5 separate regions of the Mus musculus genome follow, and all the other regions are linked to region 5. A link is a contact called in public HiChIP or PLAC-seq and promoter capture Hi-C data. All regions are on one chromosome and are shown on one strand. The core of a region is the stretch at or near the end of the contact, and the rest is flanking DNA. Distances in the headings are between cores, read along the strand shown. Region 1 holds the start of Dhx34 (DEAH (Asp-Glu-Ala-His) box polypeptide 34). Region 2 holds the start of Pnmal2 (PNMA-like 2). Region 3 holds the start of Sae1 (SUMO1 activating enzyme subunit 1). Region 4 holds the start of Slc1a5 (solute carrier family 1 (neutral amino acid transporter), member 5). Region 5 holds the start of Sympk (symplekin).

What was found. Promoter capture Hi-C pulls out the DNA fragments that hold promoters and counts their contacts. HiChIP or PLAC-seq counts read pairs in DNA pulled down with a chosen protein or histone mark.
Region 1: a promoter capture Hi-C map of cranial neural crest shows a contact between it and region 5. The contact joins the promoter of Dhx34 here to the promoter of Sympk in region 5. A contact is called at or near these places in 2 of 39 promoter capture datasets (cranial neural crest and embryonic stem cells).
Region 2: a promoter capture Hi-C map of hippocampal neurons shows a contact between it and region 5, with 6 times the contacts expected there. The contact joins the promoter of Pnmal2 here to the promoter of Sympk in region 5. A contact is called at or near these places in 7 of 39 promoter capture datasets (cranial neural crest, embryonic stem cells, frontonasal cranial neural crest and 3 more) and 7 of 115 datasets of contacts at active chromatin or transcription factors (VIP interneurons, embryonic forebrain, embryonic hindbrain and 2 more).
Region 3: a contact with region 5 is called in a promoter capture Hi-C map of liver, with 4 times the contacts expected there. The contact joins the promoter of Sae1 here to the promoter of Sympk in region 5. A contact is called at or near these places in 6 of 39 promoter capture datasets (the C10 cell line, cranial neural crest, embryonic stem cells and 3 more).
Region 4: a contact with region 5 is called in an H3K27ac HiChIP or PLAC-seq map of the NIH/3T3 cell line, with 12 times the contacts expected there. The contact joins the promoter of Slc1a5 here to the promoter of Sympk in region 5. A contact is called at or near these places in 2 of 39 promoter capture datasets (embryonic stem cells and stem cell-derived epiblast-like cells) and 6 of 115 datasets of contacts at active chromatin or transcription factors (the NIH/3T3 cell line, embryonic stem cells, fetal liver and 1 more).

Annotation. Positions count from the first base shown.
Region 1 is chr7:16,220,666-16,223,365 of GRCm38.p6, reverse strand. Dhx34 (DEAH (Asp-Glu-Ala-His) box polypeptide 34) reads left to right here and starts at 1,334. Exons shown (of 17, transcript NM_027883.3): 1 at 1,334-1,368.
Region 2 is chr7:16,943,387-16,946,086 of GRCm38.p6, reverse strand. It overlaps Pnmal2 (PNMA-like 2), which reads right to left and starts at 1,405. Exons shown (of 1, transcript NM_001099636.2): 1 at 1-1,405. The coding sequence starts at 994.
Region 3 is chr7:16,386,516-16,389,215 of GRCm38.p6, reverse strand. It overlaps Sae1 (SUMO1 activating enzyme subunit 1), which reads left to right and starts at 1,320. Exons shown (of 9, transcript NM_019748.3): 1 at 1,320-1,575. The coding sequence starts at 1,466.
Region 4 is chr7:16,780,029-16,782,728 of GRCm38.p6, reverse strand. Slc1a5 (solute carrier family 1 (neutral amino acid transporter), member 5) reads right to left here and starts at 1,383. Exons shown (of 9, transcript NM_009201.2): 1 at 254-1,383. The coding sequence starts at 828.
Region 5 is chr7:19,023,024-19,025,723 of GRCm38.p6, reverse strand. Sympk (symplekin) reads right to left here and starts at 1,347. Exons shown (of 27, transcript NM_026605.2): 1 at 1,218-1,347. It overlaps Foxa3 (forkhead box A3), which reads left to right and starts at 2,185. Exons shown (of 2, transcript NM_008260.2): 1 at 2,185-2,375. The coding sequence starts at 2,307.

The DNA.
Region 1 (2,700 bases), core at 85-2,584, 2.8 Mb after region 5:
TTTGGTGAACAAAACAGAAGAGTTCTCCACTTTTACGGAGCACACATCTTACTGGAGGACACAGAGATAGTCACAAAAGTAAGATTAAATAGGACGGGGTGAAGAACATTCCAGCGCTCAGGAGGCGGTGGTGGAAGGATGAGTAGTTGGAGCCTGGGCAAAGGAGAAAGTTCTTGTCTGAAATACATGAATAAGCAAAGAAATAAAATATTGAGCAATAATGCCCGCTCTGTGGAGGGAGCTGCTTTTAGAAGCAAGGTCAGAGATGACAGCTTCAGTGCACTAATATCTGAATGGGGGGAAAAAGTGAGCTGCACAGAGAAACCAGAAGAGGAAACAGAGAACTCAAAACCTGGCTACAACCCAGCCTGGCCTATATATTTTTATATATGCTTTTCAGCGACTTTTTTTTTTTTTTGCAACAAGTTTTCTTAGGTTATCGATGGGGAAACTGAGGCTCAGTTCCCCAGTGATTGGCACATCGAGGAGTACTGTGTAGTTTTCTCTGGAGTCTTTTCTCACCCATTTAGTCATTAATTTAACATGTGTGGCTCTAGAGAGGGCTTTAAGGGGACACAAGACTGATCAGCACAGAGCTGGTCCCTGGCTTAAGGCTGCTGGGGTTACATCTGATTATTTATTAGTGAGTTATAGTGATAGAGTGACCACATGACTGTCTTATTAATTTAATTAGGTTTTTGAGATGGTCTAGATATGTAGTCCTGGATGACCTGAACTCACTATGTAGTCCAGGCTGGCCTTGAACTTACCGAGATCCACCTCCCTTTGCCTCCCAAGTGCTGGAATTTAAGGCGTGCACTAGTTCGCCCAGTCACGGGACTGTTTTAATAGTGTTTGAGCTCCCTTGCTGACCCTAAACTTTTTGTTTGTTTGTTTGTTTGTTTTTTTGAGAGAGGGTTTCTCTGTGTAGCTCTGGCTGTCCTGGAACTCACTCTGTAGACCAGGCTGGCCTCGAACTCAGAAATCCGCCTGCCTCTGCCTCCCAAGTGCTGGGATTAGAGGCGTGCGTTGTTTTGTTTTTTGGACCCGAAACTTTTGACTTTCTAGTAATTCTGGGTTTACAGGGCTGTGGAGAGGACACGGCTAGGGACTGGCACTTACCTATAACCCCTCCTCTGGCCTCTAGAGGGCGTCAAATCACCCAAAACACTGCCTGAAGCCAGGTGCCCAAGAGCGCTTTGTGCGATGGGCATTGGCCCGCCCGCTACTCCCTATTGGGCTTCATTGTACGGAGAGGCCAGGTCGCGCTTTCGCGATCTGCGCATGCGCAGTCTGGAGAGTGGCGGGAGCGTGCGCAGGCGCAGACCATTTAGGACCGGAAGTTGAGGCGTCCGTGCTATTTCGGAGGTAAGGGGCGGGGCGTGTGTGCGGGGTGTCTGCGTGGCTTTGGTCCCTGGTGCAGGATTTGTGTGGGGCTATAGTTCCGAGCGAGCAGGGGAGTCAAGAGAACCCCAATTTTAATGAAGGAATGTGCCAGGACCCAGAGAGCTCTGGCGGTGCGCGATTCTTAGAAGCTGGAGGACCAAGAGGCCCGGAACTGAAACCACAGAGGGAACAAGTTTCTGAGAAAGGGAGAGAAAAGGGGACCAGGGTGATGGGGTGCCTGCAAGAGAGGCTCACAAGGGCGCCAGGAAGAGATTGGCAAGAAAGCCTGGATGGTGGTGAGACCCACAGTTATGAAAAGATGGAGTTTGAAACAGAACCTTGAAAGTTGGAGGTGATAGTAGAGTCGTGCTGAAAAATGGCGAAAGGAAGAAATGCACCCCAGATTTGCGTTCCTCGCACTGCTTATTTAGCTTAGCAAAATAGAGTGGAAATAGTCTTAATGTTGTGAGAAAGTGAACATATATGTATACATATGTGATTGAGACTACACAGAAATACCGGAGTGGTAGCTGTAAAGAAAGGCACCATTGGTAGATAAAAGTATTGACTGGAGAACTGTAAACAAATAGAGGGCCGGGAGCTAGGTGCTGGATCTGAGCACAGGAGGCTGAAGCAGGAGGATTGTGAGTTAAAGGCCAACCCAGTCTACATAGGATGACTCTTGTCTCCAAAAATAAATAAATTTGAGGAAAAGTTGAAACAAGATGGAGAAAGTGGAGAAATTCAAATGGAGGTCTGAGGAAGAGAGGGAGGGAGGGAGAGAGAGAGAGAGAGAGAGGAGAGAGAGGGGAGAGAGGGAGAAATAGAGAAATAGAAAGAGAGGTATTGGGAAGATGGCCCGGTAAGCCATACTTGGACATAATGGTGCTTACTTGCAGTCCCAGCACTTATGTGGTGGAGACTGGATGGTGAGTGAGTTCAAGGTCATGCTTATCTGTGTGGAGAGTTCAAGGTTAGGCTAAACTACCTGAGACCCCAAACCAAATGAAGGAGTAAAATGCCCGAGGGAACAGACCCATTGGCAGCCATGGGTGCTGATGTTGGGCCTAGTGTGAGTCAGGGTTTTTGTTGCCTAGAAGGAGCTTTCTCCTCCTTACTGTCCCAGTCTTTTTCTGAGGATCACTGGCTCCATCTTCTAGCAGCTTTCCAAGGCCTGGTCCTCATTCCCTTCTAGAATAGAGTTCTCTCAGTCCTGTCATCACCGAGCTTCAGTCTTTACTCAGAAGTGTTGTACTCTGCAGTGTCTGCTATGTTTGTGGGACTCACAAGGTCTTCCTCCCTGGACACTCAAAG
Region 2 (2,700 bases), core at 156-2,655, 2.1 Mb after region 5:
CGGAATCATCTTCATCGTCATCTTCATCTTCGTCATCATCTTCATCATCTTCATCTTCGTCATCTTCATCATCATCATCCACCTCTGTCTCTACCTCCACTGCGGGGGTATCTCTCACAGCCAGTAGCGCGACTAAATCAGGAACCCCGCTCTTTTCGTCTTTGATGTTTAAGCAGATAGACTCTGTCCCAGGAAGGTCTTTCTCTATCTCTTCCTTCTTAGCTTTGTCGGTGACAGTGACAAGTGCCAAGAATTCTCGGGGGCCATCTCCTTCTTCCTGGTCACCCCGAAAGGCCCACTTCTTGGTGAGCTCTTTGGCAGCTGCTTGGAGCGTGGCATACAGGGCCCTCTGGTCTTCATCTACGCTCAGGTCCTCTGCGTAGATCTCCTCTATGACGATACCCAGGCTGTCATCAGAAGAGTCTTCCGACTCACTCCTGGCTCGCCGCCCTCCCCGGCTCCTCTTCTGGCCCTTCTGAGCCGTCAACTTGTGGCTTCTGGATCGGCGCTTGCCTCCCCGACGGCCCCGACGGCCGCTCCTAGCTGCCCCTTCAGAGGAGCCAGCCTTCTTGGCCTCCTTCCCTAATCCCTTGGCCTGGGCTTGGGCCTCCAATACCAGAGGGATGGCTATTTCTCTGAAGTCATCCATGGGCCTTTCATCCAGCAACAGGCGCCTCATCTGCCTAAGGACCCGCGCATCTTGCCCGCGGTCCTTACTCAGGATTTTCCAAATCCCATTCTCTCCCCTAATGTGGATAGGTATGGCAGAGTGATCGAAGTCTGCCCCAAATTCTACAAGGGCTGCCTGAGACTTCTCTTTGGTTACAGCTCTCACAGTCCGAAGCCTGTAGTTGCCCAGGGGCTGCAAGTTCGGACTCAGGGTAGCTTCGATGTCCGCCTGCTGCAGGCGCTCAGGGATGCCCGTGATCAGGAGGGCCCTGTGCACCTCCACTTCCAGCTCCTTACACCAATCTTGCAGAAGGTTCATCGTCATGGCGCTGCCCGGCGGAGGCTAATCTTAGGCGGGAGGGAGCCCGAGAAAGGGGTGGGCTACTGAACACAGGCTAGGTCAATCCCACTCTGGAAAGGCCACCAGCAGGGTGAGAGTCCAGACTCCGGGTTTGGGGCTGTAGGCTATAGCTACCTGCTAGCTTGCCGGACTCAACGGTCTTCCCCCGGGGCAATCCGAGGGTCCGCAGGGGGCTTACGTGTACTTTCTCCGGGCTGTCCCGGGTTGCTCCTCCCTTCCCTTTGTCCCTGACAACCTAGGTGACTGGACACCGCTGGTGGAGTACAGGAGGGCGACGATCAACGCACCTGGTGGGCGTGGGGGTGAGTGAGAGCAGCGGCTCGCCTGTGCTCCCGCGGAGTCTGGAGTGAAGCGCGTACCCGGGTCTAGACGCTCAGCGGGGCCGCTGCGGAACGGCAGCCTCGGTCTGCGCCTGCGCGGACCCAATCACCTCTCCGCCCCCTCCTGCTAGTCCCCGTCTCCATAGTAACACTGCAGGCTGCAGCTGGGGTCTGCCCGGGTACGGTCGCAGCAGCTGCTCTTAAAGGGCCAGGTGGGAAGGAGGGTTTAGGGACTAGTGAGCCAAGAAGGAAGACAAAGTCACTGTGAAAACCACTGAAGGTGATCAGTCTCACTTCAAGGGATAGACAGACACCTCCTTGGAAAGAATAGAGGCTTCCACCAGGGTCATTTATTCTGGCTTTGTTTTTTGAAGCAAGGCCAGGCTAGCCTTGAACTTGCCATGTAGCCAAGGATGACCTTGAACTTCTGATTCTCCTGCTTCCGCCCTCCTGCGATTACAGGCCTCAGTGGTGTCTAGCCTGCGCTGTTTTATTAATACGTCTCTGGGGCTCGGGGCCAGGGTTTTCTGCATGCTGCGTAAGCACTCTACCAACCGAACTACATCCTCATTCCTGCGGGACAGATAGACCTCTGATTAATAAAGCCCCAAATCAAACTGTCCTTTGGAGGTGTAACCTCACACGGGCTCTATGTTTTACCGTATCCTCAATAGCAAGCAGAAACGCCCCGGTCAGCTGTCCTTTATGAGCCAAGGGGTATCATTTCGGGTGTGTGGTACTCAGTATGTGGGTACCAGACTCATGGAGACCAGCTTCACTCATGGATGTCCCTATATTCTGCTTCTGAAACGGGATCTCACTTTGTAGGCCAGTTTAGCCTAGAACTGTGTAGCTCAGGTTAGCCACAAACTCATAGAGATCTGTCAGCCTCTGCCTCTGCCCTCTGCCCTCTGCCTTCTGCCTTTGCTTGCTGAATGCTGGATTGACGTTGTATGCTAGCACACCTGGATCCTTTTGGGGTTTGGTTTTTGAAACAGGATATCACTATGTAGCCCAGGCTAGCCTCAAAGTCCTGGTAATCCTCCTGCCTCAGAATGCTGGGATCATAGGTGTGAGCCACTGTACCCAGATATTCCAAATTTTTTATTTTGAAATTTTTGTTTTATTTATGATTTGTGTGTGTGTGTGTGTGTGCATATGTACGATGCATGTGCGGTGGGGCATGCCTGTGCACAGCATATGTATGGAGGTCAGAGGACAACTTTTAGGTCAGCTCTCACCTACCACCATACCCATGGTCCATTGCTTTAAAGGCCCTTGAGCTGCCTGTCCCTCCCTCTATGAGTTGAATAGACTATCTGTTGGATTTATATTCTATCCTTATTGCTT
Region 3 (2,700 bases), core at 71-2,570, 2.6 Mb after region 5:
TATTATTATATCTTAGTACATTGTAGCTATCTTCAGACACACTAGAGGAGGGCATGTGGTTGCTGGGATTTGAACTCAGAACCTTTGGAAGAGAAGTCAGTGTTCTTAACTGCTGAGCCATCTCGCCAGCCCCAGCTTTGAACTCTCTCTCTTTTTTTAAAGATTTATTTATTAATTTTATTTATGTGAGTGCACTGTAGCTGTCTTCAAACACACACCAGAAGAGGGCATCAGATCCCATTAGAGATGGTTGTGAGCCACCAGGTGGTTGCTGAAAATTGAACTCAGGACCTCTGGAAGAGTAGTCAGTGCTCTTAACCACTGAGCCATCTCTCCAGCCCCAGCTTTGAACTCTTTTTTGTTTGTTTGTTTGTTTGTTTGTTTTTGTTTTTTGAGACAGGGTTTCTCTATATAGCCCTGGCTGTCCTGGAACTCACTCTGTAGACCAGGCTGGCCTCCAACTCAGAGATCTTCCTGCCTCTGCCTCCAGAGTGCTGGGATTAAAGCTCTGGGCAGCCATCATCACCCAGCATCAGCCTTGGTTTTTGACCCAGGATATCTTCATTGGGATATGGGTTTGTTGGTTAGATAAGTGTGGGTCTGAGCAAGGCCCAGAAAACCTTCTCCCAAGTGCTGGGATTACAAATCTGCACTACAAATTTGTTTGTTTGTTTGTTTTGTTTTTGTTTTAAATAGGAATATAGATATTAAACTCAGGCAAGCACTTTACTGAGCCATCTTTTCAGTCCTTGACGGTTTTGAGACAGGATCTCATTCGTAGTAATTCTCCTACTTCAGCCTTGTGAAGGCATGAATGCTGGGATTACAGGCACGAGCTCATAAATTTAGGTTTGCTTCTGTTAACAGGATCTCATGTAACCCAGGCTGGCCTTTAACTTTTGATTCCTTTCACTTATTTTTGTCCAAAAGCTGTGATTACAGGCATAGCCCACCATGATCAATTTGAGTCTTGCATCTTACATAAGGATTTGAGAATGTGTCAGGAGAGGAGAGGGCAGAGAGGAGTCCTTCCTCTTTTTCTGTCCAGGAGGAAAGTCTAGCTTTCTTTTGTTTTATTTTTTTCGCCTCAATAGGTAGTGAGCTCCATGTGTTGTTATTTTAAAGTAGTATCTTTATTTCACCACACCATCGATGCTGGAATCCCGGTGACAACTCGATCCAGATCCGCTTCATAAATGACCGCGTGGACATCCTCGAGGAATCAAAACACCCGCCACTTTTCTTTTTTTTTCTTTTTCCTCTCCGGGATTGATTGGCGTCTCCATCACGTGATGGGGCAGCGAGCGGGCCTTGGAGTCTTCGGTATCCACGTGGTCTCCCGCAAAGCACGGAGGTGGCACTGCGCAGGCGCGGCTCTCTGCGCAGGCGCAAGCGCGTCCCCGGTGCACGGACTCGCTGCTGGCGGTTAGCGAGAGCGGGAGCGGGTGAGCTGAAAGCCGGCGCCATGGTAGAGAAGGAGGAGGCTGGCGGCGGCGGCGGCGGTGGCATCAGCGAGGAGGAGGCAGCGCAGTATGACCGACAGATCCGCCTGTGGGGACTGGAGGCCCAGAAGCGGTGAGGGGCGCCGCGGGCATCCTGCGGGCCGGCGTGTGGGCCCTGAGGGAGTGGGTGCGGCCCTGTTGTGGAGCGGAGGCGGGATTGCTGCACTTGGGTTTCCTAGTGCTTCAGAACTGACGAATGGACGGTGTTTCTGCAAAGTACCGGAGGTGGAGATGTCCCCTGTGTAGTATTGAGAGTGTCCTTGGAGGAGGCGGGGGAGAGGGAGGATTTGAACTTGAGGCTCCCTCGGTGTCAGTACCTGGTGATGGTGGGATTTAGGTGAGGCTTGTAGGGTCTAAGTGGGGTGAGCATTAGTGCAAAATAGGGGGGTGGCGGGCTGAGCTCATTAATTTCTATGCATGGGAACCTGTGTTGGACGCCCTGGGGACTTGACAAACCCCACAGGCTCCTCTAGAGGAGTGCTTGAGGGCAAGTCCTGACAAAGGGACCCCTGGAGAGGCGCAGAGTGGCCCAATTTATTCAGCACACAGCTACAGACGTTGGGTTGTTTGTTTGTTTGTTTGTTTTTCTTTCCCCTTCCCCCAGACCAGGTTTCTCTCTGTGGCCCTGGCTGTCCTGGGCCTCGCTCTGTAGACGATCTCAAACTCAGAGATCTGCCTGCTTCTGCATCCCGAATGAGTACAGGGATTAAAAAGGCACGTGCCATCACGCCTGGCTTCCTTAACATATTCAAGTTATAAATTATATTTTGTGGGGATATGGTTGTTCATATTTTTAATTCTAGTACTCCTGAGGCAGAGGCAGGAGTATGTCTGTGAGTTCGAGGTTAGTCTGAGCTATGTAGTTCCAACACAGCCAGGGCTACCACAGTGAGATCCTGACTCAAATCAAAACAAACTCCAAAGGTAATTGTTTTTATAGCTTAGGCTGGCTTTGAACTTGCAGAGATCTTACTTGTCTTAAGTGCTGAGATAAATACATGCATCATCACACATTGGCTCCCTAGGCATTTTTGGGGGGAGCATTTTTTGGGGGAGAGGTTTTAGAATTTTATGTTTTGACTTCTCTGTACGTTTTCCATGGTGTTGATGTGGATGCCAAAGGACAACTTTGTGAAGTCAGTTCCTTTATGTAGATTTTTGAGGTCTAAACTCAGGTTGCCAGGTGTCCCCCAGGCAT
Region 4 (2,700 bases), core at 134-2,633, 2.2 Mb after region 5:
AAGCCCTCCATGTTTAGGCCCGCCCCCAAATTTGGAGAACTTCCGTAAAAGTTCACCCTTCCAAGATGTTAGCGGTCCTGTCACCGTTACCTTATTTTCCTAGATTCTAGAAGGCATGACTCAATCTGGAGGACTCAACCTTGGTGACTAGTGGCGGCACACACGGGTAATCCCTGTACTCAGAGGGGGTAAAGCAGAAAGATTGCACGCTTGCACTGGCCCCTAACCACCCCACTGCCTGGCGGGAACGTACCTCACGAGATCTAGAAAGGAATCCAGCACCTCTTTGGTTGGTGCACTGCGGGCACAGGGGTCTACAACAGAGTCGTTGATGGAGGTGATGGCGGTAACGGCGGCGCCCGGCTTCAGCGCCAGGGCCAAACCCACGCCGAGCGCCGACGCGAGCAGTGTGGTGACCAGGAAAAAGAGCAGCGCCCAGGCGCCCACACGACCGAGCGCGCTAGGGTCCAAGCTGGCTGCACCTCCGATCAGGCTGCACACCACGAGCGGCAGGATGATCATCTTCAGCAGACGCAGCAGCAGCTCTCCCGGGAAGGCGAAAGCGGTCAAGCGCGCGGGACCCAGCGCGTCAGCACCGCCCGCCGCCGAGACCCCCAGCCCCAGCCCCACGCCAGCCACCACCGCAGCCACCGTGAGCAGCACCAGCAGGTTGGCGCGAATGCAGCGGCGCACCCGGTCACGGGAACCGCAGCAACCACCTGCTTTCGCACTCTGGTCCTCTCTGGATCCCAGCGCGGGGCCACCGTTCGCGGTGGAATCCACCGCTACTACCCCTTTGGGGTCAGCCTTAGGGGGATCCACTGCCATGCTGAGCCGTAACAGGGAGGTTCCTTGTGAGCCTGGAGACTAGGTGTGACGTCCTTAGGACCGAGAATGGAGGCTGAAACTTTGCAGCGGTCCTTGAAGTTATGCGTCCACCGGATCTCGGAAACTGGAGGGTCCTAGGCTCCCTGAGCTGTATGCGGAGATCCCTTTATTTTTCCTGGTGATGTCGAATCCCCGAAAACTGGGAGTTGAGAGCGCCTTGTTGGAGTAGGGAACAGCTCTTCAGAGGGTTCTTTGACTCCCTGAAGGAGTAAGGAAACTCAGGTAGCTGAGGTCTTCAGGAAGCTCAACCCAAGTGGCATAGATCCGGGATGCCTTGCTCCGGGAGACCGAGATCCCAGGATTAGGACGCCTGGCTCTCGGACTCTTGGGTACTGGAGCCCTAGAAGGAGTGGACCGAGCGTTTCGGGCTCTGGAGAGAAAAATCAAATTTCCAGATGCAAATAGGAAGCAGCCCGGGGGATATGGAAAGTGGCGCCAAGGAGAAACCTCCCAGGCCGCGCCGCGTGTCTCTGAGGCTGCTAGACGGAAGCGACCAGGATTAAAGGCGGAGGGGCGTGACTTGAAAAAGCGGAGGGCGGGACTTGAAAAGGCGGAGGCCGTCCCGCAAGCGCTGATTGGTTATGGAACATTCGGCGCCAGGTGGCGAGCGAGGGGCGGAGCCAAGATCACAGTGGGCAACCTAGGGTGAATAACAATGCATAGCCAGGGGCGGGGCCGGGGCAAGGGCATCGAGCCAGAAAGGGTGCAAAGCCTCCAAAAGGGGCGGGGCGTTGGGAAACTATCCAACCCACACCCACCCACACGCACCTCACCACTGGTCAAAAGAATCTAATTGTGGATCATATCTGATATTCCACAGAAGGACCCCTAGAAAGGGCAGACAGATGAGTGGCACACACCTTTAATCCCTGCTCTCAGGAGGCAGAGGCAGGCAGATAGATCTCTGTGAGTTCAAGATCAGCCTTGGTTGGTCTACAGAGCGAGTTCTAGGGCTGCCAGGGCTACATAAAGAAAAAGAAACCCAGTCTGTAGAAACAAATTGGGGAAAGGGAGGGAGGAGGGGCCAGTAGGCCCCAACATTGAATGTGGGGGATTTGAACTCAGGCCCTCATGCTTGAGCTGCAACCCAGTCTCTTTCCTCAGATAGTCACAGATTGGGTCCTCCCCACAGGAGCATGGCACATGCAACACACACAAATAAACAAATATATAAATAAATGTAGCAAAAAATATTTAAATGGCCAGTTCACCACAAACATTCTTAGTTTAGACACTGTTACCCATCAACTGTAAGAATAACAGACTTAGAGAGGAGGAGGAGGAGGAGGAGGAAGAGGAGGAGGAAAGAGGTCTGCTGAATCCAGAATCTTTGGGACATGTAGGGTGGGGAAAATGAGGCTGAAGTTTGTGGATCAGGATTGGCTAGGAGCGTTCTGCCCCACTGCCTGCCCCTAGTAAGAGAAATACTCAAACTGGTTCCAGCCAGCTCTTTGGCCCAACCTCCTACCCGGATTCCTTGTGATTTCATCAGTGGGAGAAAGGTCTGGGGCTTCCCAAAGGGTGAAGCAGGGTAGTGAGAGGCTGGGCTGAAGGAGGAGGACAGCCAAGAGTCCCTTCCTGAACTCTGTTGACCACTTGAGAAACGCCCTGAAGAATGGCTCTTTTGGAAAGTCTGGAGCTTGCCTGGAGGTGGAGCAAAGGAGGCTACAGGGCTCAGTCTGTTCTACCAGGCGCTCACCCGCAGCTCTCAGGACTGCAATCCCAACTATGGAAGGATTCCAAGGTCATGACCAGCCTGGGCCACAGACATCAGAGTAAAGATGGGAATGAGGGGCTGCTGGGAAAGGCTAG
Region 5 (2,700 bases), core at 98-2,597:
TTAACTAGGTCTGTGTCATCAAGTCTGGCTTAAATCACCTCCAGATGACCTAATTCAACATACAATGTAAACAACGTTGTTACATTGTATTGTTGAGGGAGGATGTAAAATTTTAAAGTCAGTGTAAACCATTTTCCTGACTATTTCAATCTTAAGATTGGCTGAATCCACGCATGTGAACTTCCAAGACAAGCTGATGGTCAACTTTATAGAAACTATTTTCTATTTCACTTTTTTTTCTCTTAGTAAATACTGAGCTCAGTCTATTTTCCACCTTCCTTTCTTTCCACGGTTGCAAATCATTTTATTACGTAAATATAGTGATTTCTGCTAGACTTCCCACTGAAGGACAGCCGGGATGTTTGCAGTCTGGCTATCAGAAACATTAACACTGTTTTCCCCTCTCTGGTTGTGTGCTCAGCATTGAACCGCCCCTCCCACCAGGAAGTACGATGACTTTCCCGTTATCCTAAAGAGTGGATCTCCAAGTGTTTTTGTTTGTTTGTTTGTTTGTTTGTTTTTTGTATTTTCTGTATTCATTCAACGAGCATCGCCTAAGCAACACCAGTGTATGTTGGGCGCGAGCTGTGCTGGGAGGCAGGCACCAGGACACACTCTGTCCTCTCTTACACAGAGCCCAGGGTCAGGGACCTCCTCACGCAGCACACAAATAAAATCCTAATAACAAGTTCGACCACACGTGACGAGAAGGCAAGGCAAGGGGACCTAGGAGAGCCTTCAGCAGGCGGATTTGAGGAAGGAGGGAGGCAAACGGAGGTTTTGCAGGGGCAGTGACGTGGGGTGCCGAGCCCCCCAACCCCGAAGATGAAAGGGAGTTAGGCCGAAGGATAACAGCACGTTTCCAGGGCGGGGGACACTGGGGAGGAACAGCCTGTGCAAAGGCCCGGAGGTGGGAAGCTTCGCACACGGCCAGTCTGGGGAAGTGAAGGGCCCGGTGCAGCAGTGTGCGGAGCGGGGGACGAGCCAGGGCCAGGCTGGTGGCCCAGGAGGTCTGCGCGGCCACGGTGGAACTTTGGCCCCGGGGGACCGGGAAGCCAAAGAAGGCAAGGATGGGTCCCGAGCAGTGTGGGAAGAAGCGGGGGCCCGCGACCCCGCTGCTCCCGGCCCTCGCCGAGGCCCTCCCCATCGCTCGCGCCCCGGCCTTGTCAGCGCCCCCCCTCCCCCCACCCCAGGACCTCACGCCGCCACCCGCTCACCGCGACTCCGGCCTCTGTCCCCCTCGCGCCCCCTCAGCAGCGCCTCTCCGCAGACGCTGCCGCCGCCGCCATCTTCCGCCCGCCGCCGTGACACGGCGCAGGCGCTGCACTAGTAGGGCCGCCGGGAAATGGAGTCCGGCACCGCGGCCGGTCCCCGCCCCTAAGGCGTGCCGCGTCGGCAGCCGCCCGCCCTCCCCGGGCGTCCACCGGAGCGGCCGCCATTTCCGGCCTTCGAGCGCCATGCCTTCTGGGAAATGTAGTCCGCGCTGCGCAGGCGCCGGACGGAAATGGGAACGAAGGCTTCTGGGAAATGGAGTTCCCAGCGGTCCGGAGTCCCTCTCCCTAGACGGCTGGCTAACGTTGAGTGGAGAGTGCTGTGAGTGGAGTTTCTGGGTCTTAGAGGAGATCTGGTGCCTTAATGGGGTCTGAGCAGAAGCCCTGAGCCTTTCCACCGCCGACCCTGACTCTGTACGGAGCCTGCAACATTCGCAGACGTCAAAAGCCTCAGTCTTCCTGTCTGTCCAATGGGAATGTGGTTTCAGGAATCTCTGCGGGCTACTTAAACGGTGTTGTATAGGGACTTGTGGAGTCCTGAGCTCTGTCAACCTCCTTTCTTTCGTGGAAGACATGCGGGGTTCTAGAGTTTCCCTCCTTTAGCTGGAGATGATGAAACACTTAGAGGCAGAAAGATTCCCCGGCTCCCGCTCTGTTGCTCTAGGGCTTTTGGGATCAGCAGGGTGTGGCTCTCTACCCCACGCCTTGTAGTCCCCGACTCTTCATCCATCGCAAGCTTCCAGGTGCCAGGACCGAGGCTCCCAGTGCCTGAGGTCTCTCTTCTTGAGATCCCGCAGGGGGCGCCCCAATCCGAGGGCGCCGCGCTCGGGGAGGCGGGCGGGGAGCCCGGGGCGGGCCCGGGAGGGGGTGTCCCGGCTATAAAAAGTGGCTGCCTCCCAAGGCGCCTGGGCCAGCGGGACTCCCGGGCTGTGTGCCTCAGGTCGGAACTCGGGGCTAGTGCCTGTAGAGAGACCGAAGCACTCGGTTCCCCCAGGGGGGCCTCAGCCTGGGTGTGTGGGGGCGCAGGCCCCGGGGATGCTGGGCTCAGTGAAGATGGAGGCTCATGACCTGGCCGAGTGGAGCTACTACCCGGAGGCGGGCGAGGTGTGTCCTCGGGGATGGCGGAGCGGGAAATGGGGGGCAGGTGTGGGGCTTAAATGCAAGCAGGCGCTGTGGTGTGGGCCCAGGTGGGAGCAACAGACCTGAGGACACAGATTCTAGGTGTGGGAGTCGGGGGACAAGGTTTGGGAGAACGATTTAGACTGCAGATCCATGCGAAGGCTTGCTTCCAACGGAAGAAAATGTTAGCAATGAAACCTCGAAGTTATACTTGAAAGGTGTCGAGCCCCTGAGTCGAATGAACAAATTGGAGGTGGGAACCGGAGCTCTAGGGTAGAGCGATAGAGCTGGAGGACCTCGAGAAATGAGT